Regions from separate parts of the Oryctolagus cuniculus genome. Here all the other regions are linked to region 1. A link is a contact called in public Hi-C and Micro-C data. All regions are on one chromosome and are shown on one strand. Each heading gives the region's core, a stretch centred on a gene start, on an enhancer-like site or on the middle of the called end of the contact. The rest is flanking DNA. Distances are from core to core; before and after follow the strand shown. Region 1 overlaps ZNF704 (zinc finger protein 704). Region 2 holds the start of ZNF704 (zinc finger protein 704). Region 3 holds the start of ZBTB10 (zinc finger and BTB domain containing 10).

Region 1 (4,291 bases), core at 1,453-3,952:
TTTTAAGGAATAAAAGCCTTTCTCCAGATTTGTTGTGTATCAGTAAATTTGGGGGAACTGTTGTGTGATCTCTAGGTCACAAAGGCTTATGTGCCCGGTTTCACCTGTTTGTATTCTTGGACAATCTTAAGGATTTGCTATCCCCTAAAAAATATTATGAATCAGCCCTGACTTTTTCCTGAAAATTCATTTCAACATCACTCTGCCCTTCTGATTTAATAATATTCCTAAAGGAGATGCCATTCATAAACCTGGAAGCAAATTAACTTTTACTTTGACATGAAGTGATGTTACTACACCACCACAATGGTTGGTTCTCAAAATAAACTCAGTTCCACCTACTTAACAGGATCACACATCTAGCTCCAAGAACTTTATTATTCTATTTTACAAGCGCCTGCTATGGTATCTTTATAAGCCACCTGGGCCTGCCAAATGAGCTTTTCACATCAGGTAAAACCACCTACGGACTTGTATAAGGATCCTCTGGAAGTCCTTTAAATTGAAGGGAGGAGCTTTCTTGTTTCTAAGAGCCAGCTCCAGCCCAGGGAGTGTATCCGGCTCTGTGCAGGCTGTAGGGAGTGAAATACTAATTTGGTTTTGTTATGCTGGAAAGGTGTGAGCCTGAATAAATGACCGTTTGATTCTACAAGAACCTTGATGTGATGAAATCAGTAACTTAATTCTCCTATTTCAACTTCAGTCTTCATTCATCTAACTGAACTTTTTGCTTAACATTGTTGAGAAATATGCTGGAAATCCCTAAACAGATGAAGGAAGTTAAGAAATGTCTTGGGGCTGGCATAGCATAGTGGATAAAGCTGCCTCTGTGTCGCCGGCATCCCACCCATAAGTGCACTGATTCGAGCCCTGGCTGCTCCACTTCTGATCCAGCTCACTGCTAATGACCTGGGAAAAGCAGCAGATGGCCTAAGTGTTTGGCCCCTGCACATGGGAGACTTGGATGAATTTCCTGGCTCCTGGCTTTAGCCTGACCCAACCCAGGCTACTGCAGCCATATGGCGGGTGAACCAGCACATGGAAGATCTCTCTCTGTCTCTCTTTCTATATAACTCTAACTTTCAAATAAATAAATAAACCTGGAAAAAAAAAAAAAGAGGAGGAAAGAACTTTCTTCACGAGACCTGGCACTGGCATAGCAATCAAGATGCCGCTTGTGATGGCCAGATCCCACACCAGTGTGCTTAGGTTCAAATCCCGGCTCCACTTCCAATTCCAGGTGCTAATGGACACCCTATGAGACCGCAAGTGATGGTGGGAGTACGTGGGTCCCTGCTACCCACTTAGGAAACCCAGACTGTGTTATCTGCCTGGTTCTTCCCAGTTGCTATGAGATTTCTCTCGCTCTCTCGCTCTGCCTTTCAAATAAATAAATAACCATTTTTTAAAAAATAGAAAAGACATTTCTCCATGAATTCTAGCCTACCATTTGTCTTTACTTCATTACTGAGTACAGTATTTTTTTAATAGGGCATTTGGGGGCTTTTTTTCTTCCTTGTAGTTTTTATACATTCATTTAATGCATTCAATACATTTAATACAATAAAAATGTACACGATTATGGAGGAAAAATTATCCAATGAGAAAGTAGAATTTATGCAAATGCTAATTAAGATTCTGCATCTTGAAAGGTAAAGCAAATTTCCAGTGATTCCTAAAGTCCCCCAAAGACATTCTAACTGGGCAGAAGTCCCTCCCCCATTAGCAAACAATGCACAGTGTTTTCCACCCCAACAGGAAAGGTGAAATGCAACCCCAGTCAGTACTTAATGTGGGAAATGCATACCCCATCCCCTGTGGCCATGAGGATATAGGATGCTCACCTCCAAGGGCCCAGGGGCACTACGGGAAAAGGACCTGTAACAGACCTGGGTTAATTACTAGGCGCTGCCTCAGTGTCCACATCTGTAAAATGGGAATACTCACCTTTACTCTGAGAGGCAGAGCCTGTCAAAATGCTAGAGAGTGTACGAATGAGCTTTGTAAGGTGTAAAACCCTCATTAAAGGTACAGTATTGTTGTGGGTATTTGTTCTGATCAGCAGCATGGCCAATGGCCTCTGATAGCCATCTGGAAATTATTTCTCTTACATTTTTAAATCTTAAGGGAACTTCCTATAAATGTATCCCAAGAATCACTCACAGTCCTATGTGAAACCCTTAAAAAAAAAAAAAAGTTGAAATTGGCATGAGAGTGACTATATGAACAATTTGGAACAACACTGCAAATAATACCCCTGACTTAGAAAAGCTGCAGTCCATAAATTCAGAGCTCCTCAAACTGAGTGAGCGAGACCGTCTATGTGTTTTGATTTTTGGTTTTTTGTTTTTCATTATCATGCCAAGGAACAAGTGATCTCAGTGCAGCCCCCATCAGAAGATGTACCCTCTGGCTAGGATATCTAAACGTTCATCCGCTGCAGGGTGCCTTGGGAGGCCATGTAGAACTAGAATACCACTTGCATTCCCAGAGGCTGAGTGGGATGCGGAGGCTGCAGGTGCCCCTGCCCCCCGCCCGCTGACGCTGTGTCTGTGTCCCGCGCAGAGGGCCTGAGCGGATCCTGGAAAGAGGGCGGCGGCGTGCCCTCCAGCAGCAGCAGCAGCGGCTACTGGAGCTGGAGCGCCCCCAGCGACCAGTCCAACCCGTCCACGCCATCGCCGCCGCTCTCGGCTGACAGCTTCAAGCCCTTCCGCAGCCCCGCGCCGCCTCCGGACGACGGCATCGACGAGGCGGAGGCCGGCAACCTGCTCTTCGACGAGCCCATCCCCAGGAAGAGAAAGGTTGGTGTCGGGGCGCCGCGTCTTCTGTTTCAGCCGCGCCCGCGCTCGCATGGCCGAGCCCCGGACCCCGGGCTCCTCCTGGGGGGCGACTGCCCACCCACGCCCCCTTGTGATGGACGCGAGCGCTGAGTGCTGCCCCAGTTTGGGAACGCAGGGTCGTGAATGAGGACAAATACAAGTGACTAAAACATGAACAGGTTCCCTCAAAGTTGACATGCCCCATCCTCTGGCTACACGCGGCTAATCTAGGACTTAGCAGAATGTGAAAGGTAAAAAAAAATAGCACTTCCGGCTTGGCTGGGTAATTAACTCACTCTCTCTGTGGGACTTATTTTTTTTTCATATGCGAAATGTAGTTAATGTCTTTTCTCTTTTCCTGTTTCAACCAGCCCTGGAGGCTGGGGAGGAAACATAGGCTTCAGTTAAGTTAATGGAAGGGAATGTGAAACATACGTGAAACTGACATGTAAACAGAAGTGCATACACAGCGCAGAGCACATACTTACTAAATACAAGTGGGAAGGGAGATCTGATTAACTGACTTAATAAAGTAACAGGTTGTGCCTTTGTTTAATTCTCGCTGCTGTCTTGTAGGGGAAGTGTTCTGTTCCCATCTTGTCAGGAGGAAGCTGAGCGGGCACTTACCTCGTGCCTACCATGGAAGGAGGCAGGACCTGAGCCGCCTTCCAACCCAGAGCCTCCTGGACCTAAGGCTCCTATTCCCTATCTTCTCTCCCGCTGCTTTGCAATTATTGTGGTCACTGCAGTTTTCAAAAGCATTTCTGATTTCCCTGCATCTCGGAAACATTTTGACATTATTTTTAACAGCACCATGTAAATATGAGGCTGTTATTGGGATGGTTTTTGGGTGTTGTATCGAAAGCTTCGTTATGAATGACTAATTCACAAGCAGAATTCCAAGGCAGAGCCCTGAGGACCACAACGCAATCTTTTTTTCTTCCCCCAATTTGTTCAAAGAGAACAAAGCGAGGGTTTCGATCCAACACCTTCCCTCCCTGCGTCTCTCAGTGCCGCACCGCCTGGGTTGCAGGGGTACAGGTGTTCCCCGAGTGGGTCCACGTAAGGAAGGGCTGACTTTTTTGCCCAAAGAAGAGGACACGGATGTAGCCCCCTCTCCTTCCCACTGGCAGTGGCCTTGAGGAGTTGCTGTTTCACTCCAGTCCCTCCTGCAGGGGACCGGAGTTGTCCTGGCACCCTGTGTGTCCCCAGGGATACTAGATTTTCACTTGGCCAGTCAGGGACAGAAGCTGCCACTCACATCAGTGGGTAGCTGCAGGCAAGACACCAGTGTGGACCTGGTGCTTCAGGCTGCGCAGCCTTTTCCTCTTGGGTCACCTGACTCTCATAAAGCAAAGGCTGATAATGTTAGGGCCAGGACTCACAGCAGAGAGAGTCCCTAGTGCTTTGAAGGGACATTCCTGAAACCTGTCACAGCCTTCCATTCCAAATGTATATGTCTAACCTGCAAT
Region 2 (4,578 bases), core at 900-3,399, 190 kb before region 1:
CTGCAATGCCTGCATCCCACATTGGAGCTGGTTTGATTCTCAACTGCTCTGTTTCTGATCCAGCTCCCCGCTAATGCACCTGGGAAAGCAGCAGAAGATGGCCCACATGCCCGGGGCCTTTGTACCCACGTGGGAGACCTGGATGAAGCTCCTGGCTTTGGCCTGTTCCGGCCTAGGTTGTTGCAGCTATGTGGGGAGTGAACCAGTGGATCGAACATCTGCTTCCCCCAACCATGTAACTCTACCTTTCAAATAAATAAAATAAATCTTAAAAAAGCATATGTTGCTAGTGATTGACATTTCTGAGCTCGCTTAAAGGAGAACAACTTTGCTGTTCACCAAGAGTATCCCTAGCCACCATGTCTATAAATCACTACAAATATATTCATATAACAAGCCCTTATATAGACCTTACCTTGCCCCAGGCACCCTTGTAAGCTGATGACATGCATTAACTCGTTAGTCTACAGAACAACTTCACACGTAAGACAGGTACTACTATTATCTCCATTATCTCAGTTTTACAGATGAGAAAACTGAGGCATTGTGAGGGCAGGCAGCCAGCAAGTTCCAGAGCCAGGGTGCAGGTGCAGGTGCAGGCTCTCGGGCTCCCTAGGCCCTGAGCCTAATTACTAGCTCACTTGCTTCACCTTCATTCTCTTCCACCGTCTTTTCCTACACCTGTCTGCCCACCATTTGTGCCCCTGCGCTTGACTCTTCCTGGTCAAAAGAGTGACCAGGCTTTCTCTCCCTAAATCTTTTTCTCCCACCTTCCAAATCAACCAAATTGTTTCTCCTAATGAAAACAAAACCACTTTAATGACCGGACATACCCATCTCCTGAATTCCTGCATGGAATGTTTCCAAAGGAAAAGTTCAACCACAAAATGCCACGATCAGGATAGGGTCTTGGGAGTAAGAATCCATGGGTGGTGCCTGAAGGGGGCACAGCAGGGAGGGGGTCTGGGTGAGAAACTGGGTGCCTGTAACTGTTAAAAACTTTTCCGGCTGAAGGCACAAAATGCTCTGGGAGCTTGGGGAGCAGAAGAGGCATTTCAGAGAGAACAATGGATTGGACTTGCGGGCACCTGCCTCTAGGGATCCGATCGAGAAGGGAGTTAAAACGATACCGCTATTCTGGGCCTGAATGATTTTAATGAGAGTGTCATTACCTGAAATAGGTACATCAGGAAGTTAATCTGATTCAGGGAGAACAAAAATTTCATTTCAGAATCTCTGTCATCCTCCCTGTTCAACAGTTGGAAGACATCTAAGTGAGCATTTAATGAGCCCTCTTCAAGTGGCTACCAGGGCAGGTGATGGGAAGGTTCCAACAGTAATTATCTGAGCCGAGGACACCATGCACGGTGTCCTGTTGGAGGTGGCCCGCTAGGGCGTGTGACGAACCTGATTCTCCCAGCCCTGCCTCTCCGGGCTGCCACTTGGGGTCTAATCTGGAGGCAAAGGGGATGGTTACCTAGCCTAGTCCCTAAAGAATAGCAAACAAGTTTCTTCAGTCACAGCTGAAAGTCCTCAGGCAGTGGCAAAGTCGTGAACTGGATAGGAAAGTGGCTATGTGCTTGATTTGCGGGTATTAATTTTTTGAAACCTAACAATCTTGAGCCCCCACTCCTAATGTGTCTTTCAAAGGCCTGGAGGAAGCCAGCAGAGAGCCTACAAATTGCATGGAGACAGCTGATATCTTTTGGCCACCAGGCTCAGGCCCTGGAGGCAGAATGCAGAAAGCAGTAGCAGCAGAAAGACTTCAGGCCAGGACCACGCCAGAGGCAGGGTCTTGGAATGGGGGTGTCTCAGAATGATCCGATGGCTCGCGTTAGAGACCGACCCCAACACGTCCAACACACGTCCCCCTGATTTCACAGGGGCGCGCAAAGTAGTCGCCAAACACATCGGAGACCAATTCAAACGACGAGCAGCAAAGCCCTCCGTCCCAAGTGTCCGACCCTGGTTCCAGCCACGCCTGCCCTCCTCCGTCCAGGGAAAAGAACCGGTTCAGGGTGACGCGTGGGCTCCCGCGTCCCGGCCAACCGCATGCAAGCGCCAGGTTTTCGGAGACTGCGGGTAGGGGAAGTCAATCCAGTCCGGGTTTTGTCTGCACGGGGAGGGAGGGGGGGACCAGAGGGCTGCGAGGAATGGCTCGCGGAGAGGGGGGCGGTGGAGGAAAACACACCGCACAAACAGCTCGCGCCCAGGGACGCCCGCGGTAGGCCCGGAGCGCGCGGGCGCAGCGGCCGGGAAGAGGCGCGCGCCGGGCCGGCCGCCGGCCGCATGGAGCGCAGCTCGGCCCGCGGCTCTCGGGCGGCGGTGGCGGAGGCGGAGGCGGCAACGCGCCGCTCGCTCACACCCACCCCCGCCCGCGGCCGCCGCGCCGCCCCGCCGTAGCCGCCGGCCGCCGGCGTCCCCGCGGGCCGGTCCAGCGAAGGCGGCGCCCGCGCCTCTGCAGCCAGTGGCAGCTGCAAGCCCAGGGAGGCGGCTCCTGCAGCCCCTAGTCCTGGGCGCCTGCGGCCACAGCGGCCGGCAGGGAAGGAAGCGGAGGTGACAAACTCTCCAGCGCGGCCCCGCGGCCCGCAGCCCCGCGCTCAGGCATGCAGGCGCGGCGTCTGGCCAAGCGCTCCAGCCTGGGCAGCCGCCGCGGGGGCGCCGCGCTGCAGCCGGCCGGGCCCGCGCTCGCGCCCGCCAAGGAAGCTGCGCTGCCGGGGCTCCCGCCCCCTGCCCCGGGCCCGGCTCTGGCCCCGGCCCCGGCCCCGGCCCCGGCCCTGGCCGCGGAGAGCTGGAGGCCGCCGCTGCCGCCGCCGCGCAGCGCCGGGACCGGCCCCTCTCGGGCCACCGGGGCCGCCGCCGCTGCTGCCTCTTCGCCGGTGCTGCTGCTTCTCGGGGAGGAAGACGAGGACGAGGAGGGCGCAAGCCGGCGGCGGCGAGGGCTCGGGCCGGTGGAGGAGAAGCCCCGAGGGGGCGCGGAGGAGGAGGATGACGACGAGGAAGACGAGGACGAGGAGGTGGTCGTCGAGGTGGTGGACGACGAAGACGAGGACGGCGAGGAGCGTTTCGTGCCCCTCGGACCCTGCCGCGCGGTCCCCAAGGGCCCGGCCCGGGGCGCGCTCAAGGTGCGTGCGGGCTGCGGTAGCGCGCGTGGGACCCGCTTGGCCCCGGGAGTGGGACGGGCCGGGGTTCCCGGGCGAGCGCCAGGCGGAGGCCGGGGCCGGGAGGGGTGTGTCCGGCGCCGCCGGCAGCCGCGCGGGGCCGGGCGAAGGAACTGTTGATTTGCCTGCGCCTCGGGCCGCCTGCACCTCCCCGAGGCGGCCGCTCCGGGGTTCCTCCAAGGGCCGCAGCGGTGCGGGAACAGAACGCTTCTCCCTTCTCCCCGGGTGAGGAACTTGGAGATGGGACGAGGTTGATGCGGGTTTGCGTCTGGTGGGGACGGGTAAGGCTGAGCAGAGTGGGCTGTGAATCTTCTCCCCACGGAAGCGGGAGTGTGCCCTGATTATTCTAAGGGCTTTTTTTTTTTTTTTTTTTTTAATTGAAACAACAAGCCGCTTCACTTCTCAGTCTCCCAGCCTCTTTTTCCACCCAGGAAGTAGTGTGGATGAGTTTCCATTCCCGGGGCTGGTGAGGGAAACCGGTAAGCCCAGTAAGGCAAAAGCCAAGCCCTTGGTTTCCTCGTGCATTCATTCTGCTAGCAGCTTTTGGCATTGCCCCTCGCCCTCCCGTGCTTAAACTCGACGTTGTTTACCTTTTTGGTTTTTTTTATTTATTTTTTTTTTACCCAAGTCAAAATTGCAAATGAGAAAAAAAAAAAAAAAAGAGGAAATCGGAAAATGGGGTGGGGGTTGGCGTTGAAAAGGGACGTGAGTTTCGCAGAGAATGCTTGCGAAGTCCCCTGCGCACTGGGGCTCGGAGAGATCTTTCTGTTTGTGTATCTTTAGGAGATAAGGGGTTTATTATTACACAACTGACTGGCTGGGTTTTCTGGCATGCGATTGGACAATGCACACCACGTTGAGGCTCTGCACGGTCTATGTTGCTAAGAAGTTTTGAGGGCAGCAAGTGGGAAGCGAGGGAGAGAGTGATTTTTCTCAAGAGTGGTTCTTAAAATCAACCGAATAACTGCTGGGTTTTTGAGAAGGTATTGGTATTTCAGCAGGAAAAGATGCATAAACAAGCCAGTTTCGTAGAGATTAGACATTTTTAAGAGTCTTTGGGGGCTCCCAAAGTGGGGGAGGGGAGAGTGGAAGGGAGTCAGCTGCTCCAAGCTTGAAATTGCATTTCCAAAAAAAATGTTAAACAGCAGCTATTAGAATAGTTTGAGTGTAGAAGAGGGCACGCTTTTCTTTCCTAGACCACCCTGGAAGTACCAGCTCTGGGAGTGAGAAGTTTTCTGCAAGTAGTCATTTGGGATGATAGCTTTTGACAGCTGCTTGTTGGAATCTGGACTGTGACCACACTCATTACCATGGTCTGCTGAAAAGCCTGCATTGTATGGCTACAGGATGTAGCTGGGCTGAAATTAAGTCACATGGTGTCAGTGACACTGAACGGCAAGTGTGGTGATTCCCTGGC
Region 3 (4,138 bases), core at 1,416-3,915, 200 kb after region 1:
CCTTAGACTCCTCTTCTATAAAATGGAAACAAAGACACTTTGCACAGTAAATGTGTCTGGCACACAGAAAAACAAGAAAAATGTTAGCTCTATCTCACTTCATTGCCCAAGCTCACAAAGCTAGCAACTGCAGAAAGCTGAGATCTGAACCCAGATTTACTCCAAACCCATTCTTTTTCCATTACGACACTCCTTATAGGCTTTAGTCTCAGTTGCCACCCAGAACTCTTAAGACTTAGGACAATTTACTTAACCTTTCTGGGGCTTGTATCTTTAAATGATCTTCCTCCTAGGGTTTAAGCAACTAAATATCTGCAAGGAAAGAAAAAAACCCCAAAACTGTATCTGAAGTATATAGGAATAATAACCCTATGCTTTTTCAGTGAAAGCCCCAACTTCTGAGAATCTTCTGTACTGGGTCTGTGTGGTTATTGGTGTGCCTAACTAACTCCCTTACAAGGGTGCTGAACGCAAGATCACGCCAATAAACAACACACCAAGGGACAAATATGAGAATTGACTTTCTAAAATCAATGACTTGGCTACAAAAGAATGATTTCCATCCACATTCATGGATCTTTTTGTAAAAGTCAGAAGAAAAAAAAAACGGGCTGATCAACATCTTTGGCTTGATGGTTAGGCTACTATCTTTAGACTAGAAATGTTAAAACGAGGACTAAGAACTAAAGTACAGCTTACTTGATTTGTAGCTAAAGACTGGGGTTTTCAAGAATTTGGTCAAAAAAAAAAATTCCCTACCAGTTCAAATCAACTACTTGATCCAAAAAAACTGCATACTAAATATCTCCCACGCTAAGTTTAAAGTACTCAATGTAAACTGATTTACAAGAACGTTTCTGAAAAAGAAGGCTATAGAAGACTCTCAGCACAGAAATCTGGATAGAAGTACACAGGTCAAAGCTACGACAGTTTACCACAAGCAAGTCTTGGTAAGAAAGTTCAACAAGTTCAGCCGAGACGAGTTTAGTAAAATTACTCACATGAGAAAGGAGTTATTCAAATAGCTTCCCCAACATTTACATACAGTTCTGACACTTCACATTATCGTGCTCTAATGGAAGAACTCTTTCGGCTAGACGGTTTCTTGGGAGAGGTATTGCCAGGTTTAGGGAACTCTGCCTAATCCACTCTTCAGTTGCCAGATCTGACTTCCAGCAGTACACTAAACCTCTACGAACATAAGGCGGCTTCGCTAAAATCACAGCTAATAAAATACATGACCCGAAGTCATCCTTTTAGACTAAAACCTTCAACCTACTTTTTCAAAACCTTCTACTGGATTCAATCCCAAGAGCAAAGAAATCTCAGTCATAAAGACATAAAAACACAGTCAGCGGTACGATTAGAAAATTGTCATTCCGTTCCCCTCCCCCCACACCACATACACAACTTTTGCAAACTTGTTCCCAGGCTTTCCAAACCCCCACGCGGAAGGCTCCCCGCACCCCTCTCAACGGGAGCGATGCCCTCGCTCAGGGGAATGGGTGGTTTAGCCAAGGAATCTTCCCCCTAAAAGAGGCAGGCGCGAGCTCTAGCCTACCTGGGCGTTGGCTTCGTGGAGTTTGTGCTCGGTAGAGACGTGGTGCCTCAGGAGAAGGGTTTTCTTGTAGTTGCGGGTCCCTCGAGAAAGCTCATCGTGCCCCACCTGGGGCAGGTCCACGCTGCCCCCATCCTCGGAGGTCTTTTGGCACCAGCCGCAAAACATAAGGCCAGTATCCTTGGAATACCGCAGCCAGGGAAAATCCTTTAGCCAGGAGGTCTGGAAGGAGCACTGGAGCTTCTGCATTAGGGACTTGGACCGCGCGAGCGGCAAGTGCTGGACAGTCTCTCCTTCGCCAGCTCCCACACCGCTGCCCTCCACTTCGTCCCCGCCATCGCCGCCCGACCGCCTGCTGCTGCCGCAGCTGCCGCCTTCCGCCCCACTGCCGTCGCCCAGGCTCGCCCCCTCCTCCTCGTCCTCGGTGCTGTCGCTCAGGGACGCGCCGTCCTGCATCAACTCCTTCCCCTCCAGCGCGTCCAGCTCCAGCTCCACAGCCGCCGGCCCTCGTCCATTGAAATGCCTCAGGGGCCACGCCGAGGTCTCGGGCCGGCCGCGGCTACTGCCATTGTTGCCGAGACCCCCGCCGCCGCCGCCTCCTCGGAAGGCCAGAGTCCGACGGTTCCTTTCCGCTAGCAAGGGGCCCCCCGCGCCACCGCCGCCCAGCGAGGTGGGGCCGCCCGCGTCTTGGGGGAGCAGCAACTCCTTAGCTTCCTCGGCGGCGGCCGCGGCAGCCGCAGCAGCGGCCGCCCCAGCGGAGGCCTCCAAGTCTTGGGGCTCCAGGCCCTCCAATTCCGTTTCCTCGTCGGCCCCCCGCCCATTGGGCTGCTGAAGCGCGGGCGGCGCCGGCGGCGGGGGCTGTCTTGGCTGCGGCTGCTGAGGCCAAGCCGAGGCCTCCCCGCCAGCGTTATTGTTCGTGGAGCCGCCGCTGGCGGTGACCAACCCGCCTCCTCGGAACGCCAGCGTCCTGCGGTTCATCTCACTGAACGACATGGCGCGCGCAGCCGCCGCCGCCGCCGCCGCCGCCGCCGCCCGGTGCCCCGGCTCGCGCCCGGCCTCGGGCCGCGTCCCGCGCGCTCCCCGCGGCTCCCCCTCCGCTTCGCCCCCGCCCCCGGCGTTCCGGTCTCGCGGGGCTCGGCCTCGCCCTCCCGCCCGGCTCGCGCCCGGGGCTGCCGCACGCGTCCGCGTCCGCTGCCGCCGCCGCCGCCGCCGCCTCCGGCCGCTCTCCGCGTCCTCCACCCCCGCCCCGCTGCGCTCCGGGCAGCGTCCCGCGCGGAGAAGGGGGCGGGCGGCGGAGAGGCGAGGAGCGAGCCGGGGCGCGTGGGGCCTTCGAAGTTGAGAGGCGGAGTGCGGGGAGACCCTCCGCTGCCCCCTCTTCTACGCCGCGCGCACACACCGACCCTCCAAACAGATATCCTTCCTCCGGCGCGCCGAGGAGTCCCGCCGCCGCCGCCGCCGCCGGCTGCCGACGCGCTGAGGACGAGAGGCACGTTAAACTGCCCGGCTCCGCCACATAACGAGCCGACAATAAAGCCGGCGGAGCGCTTCCGTCCGACCAGGCCCTGGCGGAGGTCGAATGGCAAATGAACAACGGACCGTGCGCCCACAATGCACCGGGGTAGCAGTAACCGCTGGAGGGGGAAAGGGTGGGGGCCGGGCTGGGGGAGGGGGGCTGGGCTTGGGGCTGGGCTGGGGTGGGGTGGGGGCGCCAGGGGACCGGGAAAGGGGCCGGGCCGCGCCTCCGGCCTGGGGGCGGGGGTGCGGCCGCAGGGAAGGAAGTCGGCCGAGGGGCGGGGGGACAAAAGGCCGGGCGGCCGGCTGGGGGTCTCGGGGAGGGGCGGGCGTGTGCGGCCGGGGCCAGGGCTGCGCGGAGGACAAACAGCTGGCGAGTGTCAGGGTCTGGCCGCCTCCCCGCTGCCCACAGGCACCTACCCGCGCCCGGGACGCGCGTTTTCCTCCTCTCGCCACGAGTTCACCTGGGACTTTGGGAAATAAGTGCGCGGTGGGAAGCTGCGCTCCAGCCTTGTCATTTGCTGGGGGTGGGTGGGGTGGGGTGGGGTGCGGTGGGTGGGGGTGTGGGTGTGTGTGGATGGCGGTGCCCGAGGAAGTGAACTTATTTTGTCCCCTCACAAAGACTGGAGCGGGCGAGCGCCTCTCGGGCGAGGAGGTGGCGAGCCGCGGACCACCGCCTGCCCTGGATGCCAGGGCAGCGCCTCGGGCCCCGGGGGCAACCATCCTCTCGCCGAAAACGCACCGCCCCGAGTGTCTTGACGGCCGTGATGAAATGGAAATTTAAATAAAAGGTCGAACACGTGCGTTCACTGGGAAGTATTGACATGGGTGTTACATCACCGGCAACCAATCAGAGGGCTCGGCTCGTGTTTATACTTCTACAACCACCTTGTGAGTATTACAGTATGTCATAACGTTATAAATATTAGGCAGGGTTTTCCCCAGCCGCGGCAGGAGGCTGCTCGCACGGACCCGGCGCGCGGCTCCCGAGATTGCCAGCCCCAGCGCAGCAAGGGCTCATTTGAAAAGAAAAAAAAAAAAAGCAACGCCAACTGTTTACATTGCATA

The links. A called contact is a pair of places that touch in the nucleus more often than the background predicts.
Region 2: a contact with region 1 is called in a Hi-C map of an unstated tissue, with 4 times the contacts expected there. The contact joins the promoter of ZNF704 here to the enhancer-like site in region 1. A contact is called at or near these places in 3 of 6 Hi-C or Micro-C datasets (ear pinna, psoas muscle and an unstated tissue).
Region 3: a Micro-C map of ear pinna shows a contact between it and region 1, with 10 times the contacts expected there. The contact joins the promoter of ZBTB10 here to the enhancer-like site in region 1. A contact is called at or near these places in 6 of 6 Hi-C or Micro-C datasets (ear pinna, embryonic fibroblasts, liver and 3 more).

The regions. Positions count from the first base shown.
Region 1 is chr6:106,195,907-106,200,197 of mOryCun1.1, reverse strand. ZNF704 (zinc finger protein 704) reads left to right here. Exons shown (of 9, transcript XM_002710562.5): 4 at 2,566-2,801. Among named protein-coding and RNA genes, the nearest start is that of ZNF704, 190 kb to the left of the region's middle. Within about 2 kb of position 2,702, at least 5 of the 8 cell types and tissues checked have an H3K27ac peak or open chromatin away from gene starts, as enhancers often do.
Region 2 is chr6:106,381,464-106,386,041 of mOryCun1.1, reverse strand. It overlaps ZNF704 (zinc finger protein 704), which reads left to right and starts at 2,149. Exons shown (of 9, transcript XM_002710562.5): 1 at 2,149-3,125. The coding sequence starts at 2,607.
Region 3 is chr6:105,999,889-106,004,026 of mOryCun1.1, reverse strand. It overlaps ZBTB10 (zinc finger and BTB domain containing 10), which reads right to left and starts at 2,665. Exons shown (of 6, transcript XM_017341413.3): 1 at 1,562-2,665. The coding sequence starts at 2,551. It overlaps LOC127490727 (a long non-coding RNA gene), which reads left to right and starts at 3,218. Exons shown (of 7, transcript XR_011389489.1): 1 at 3,218-3,961.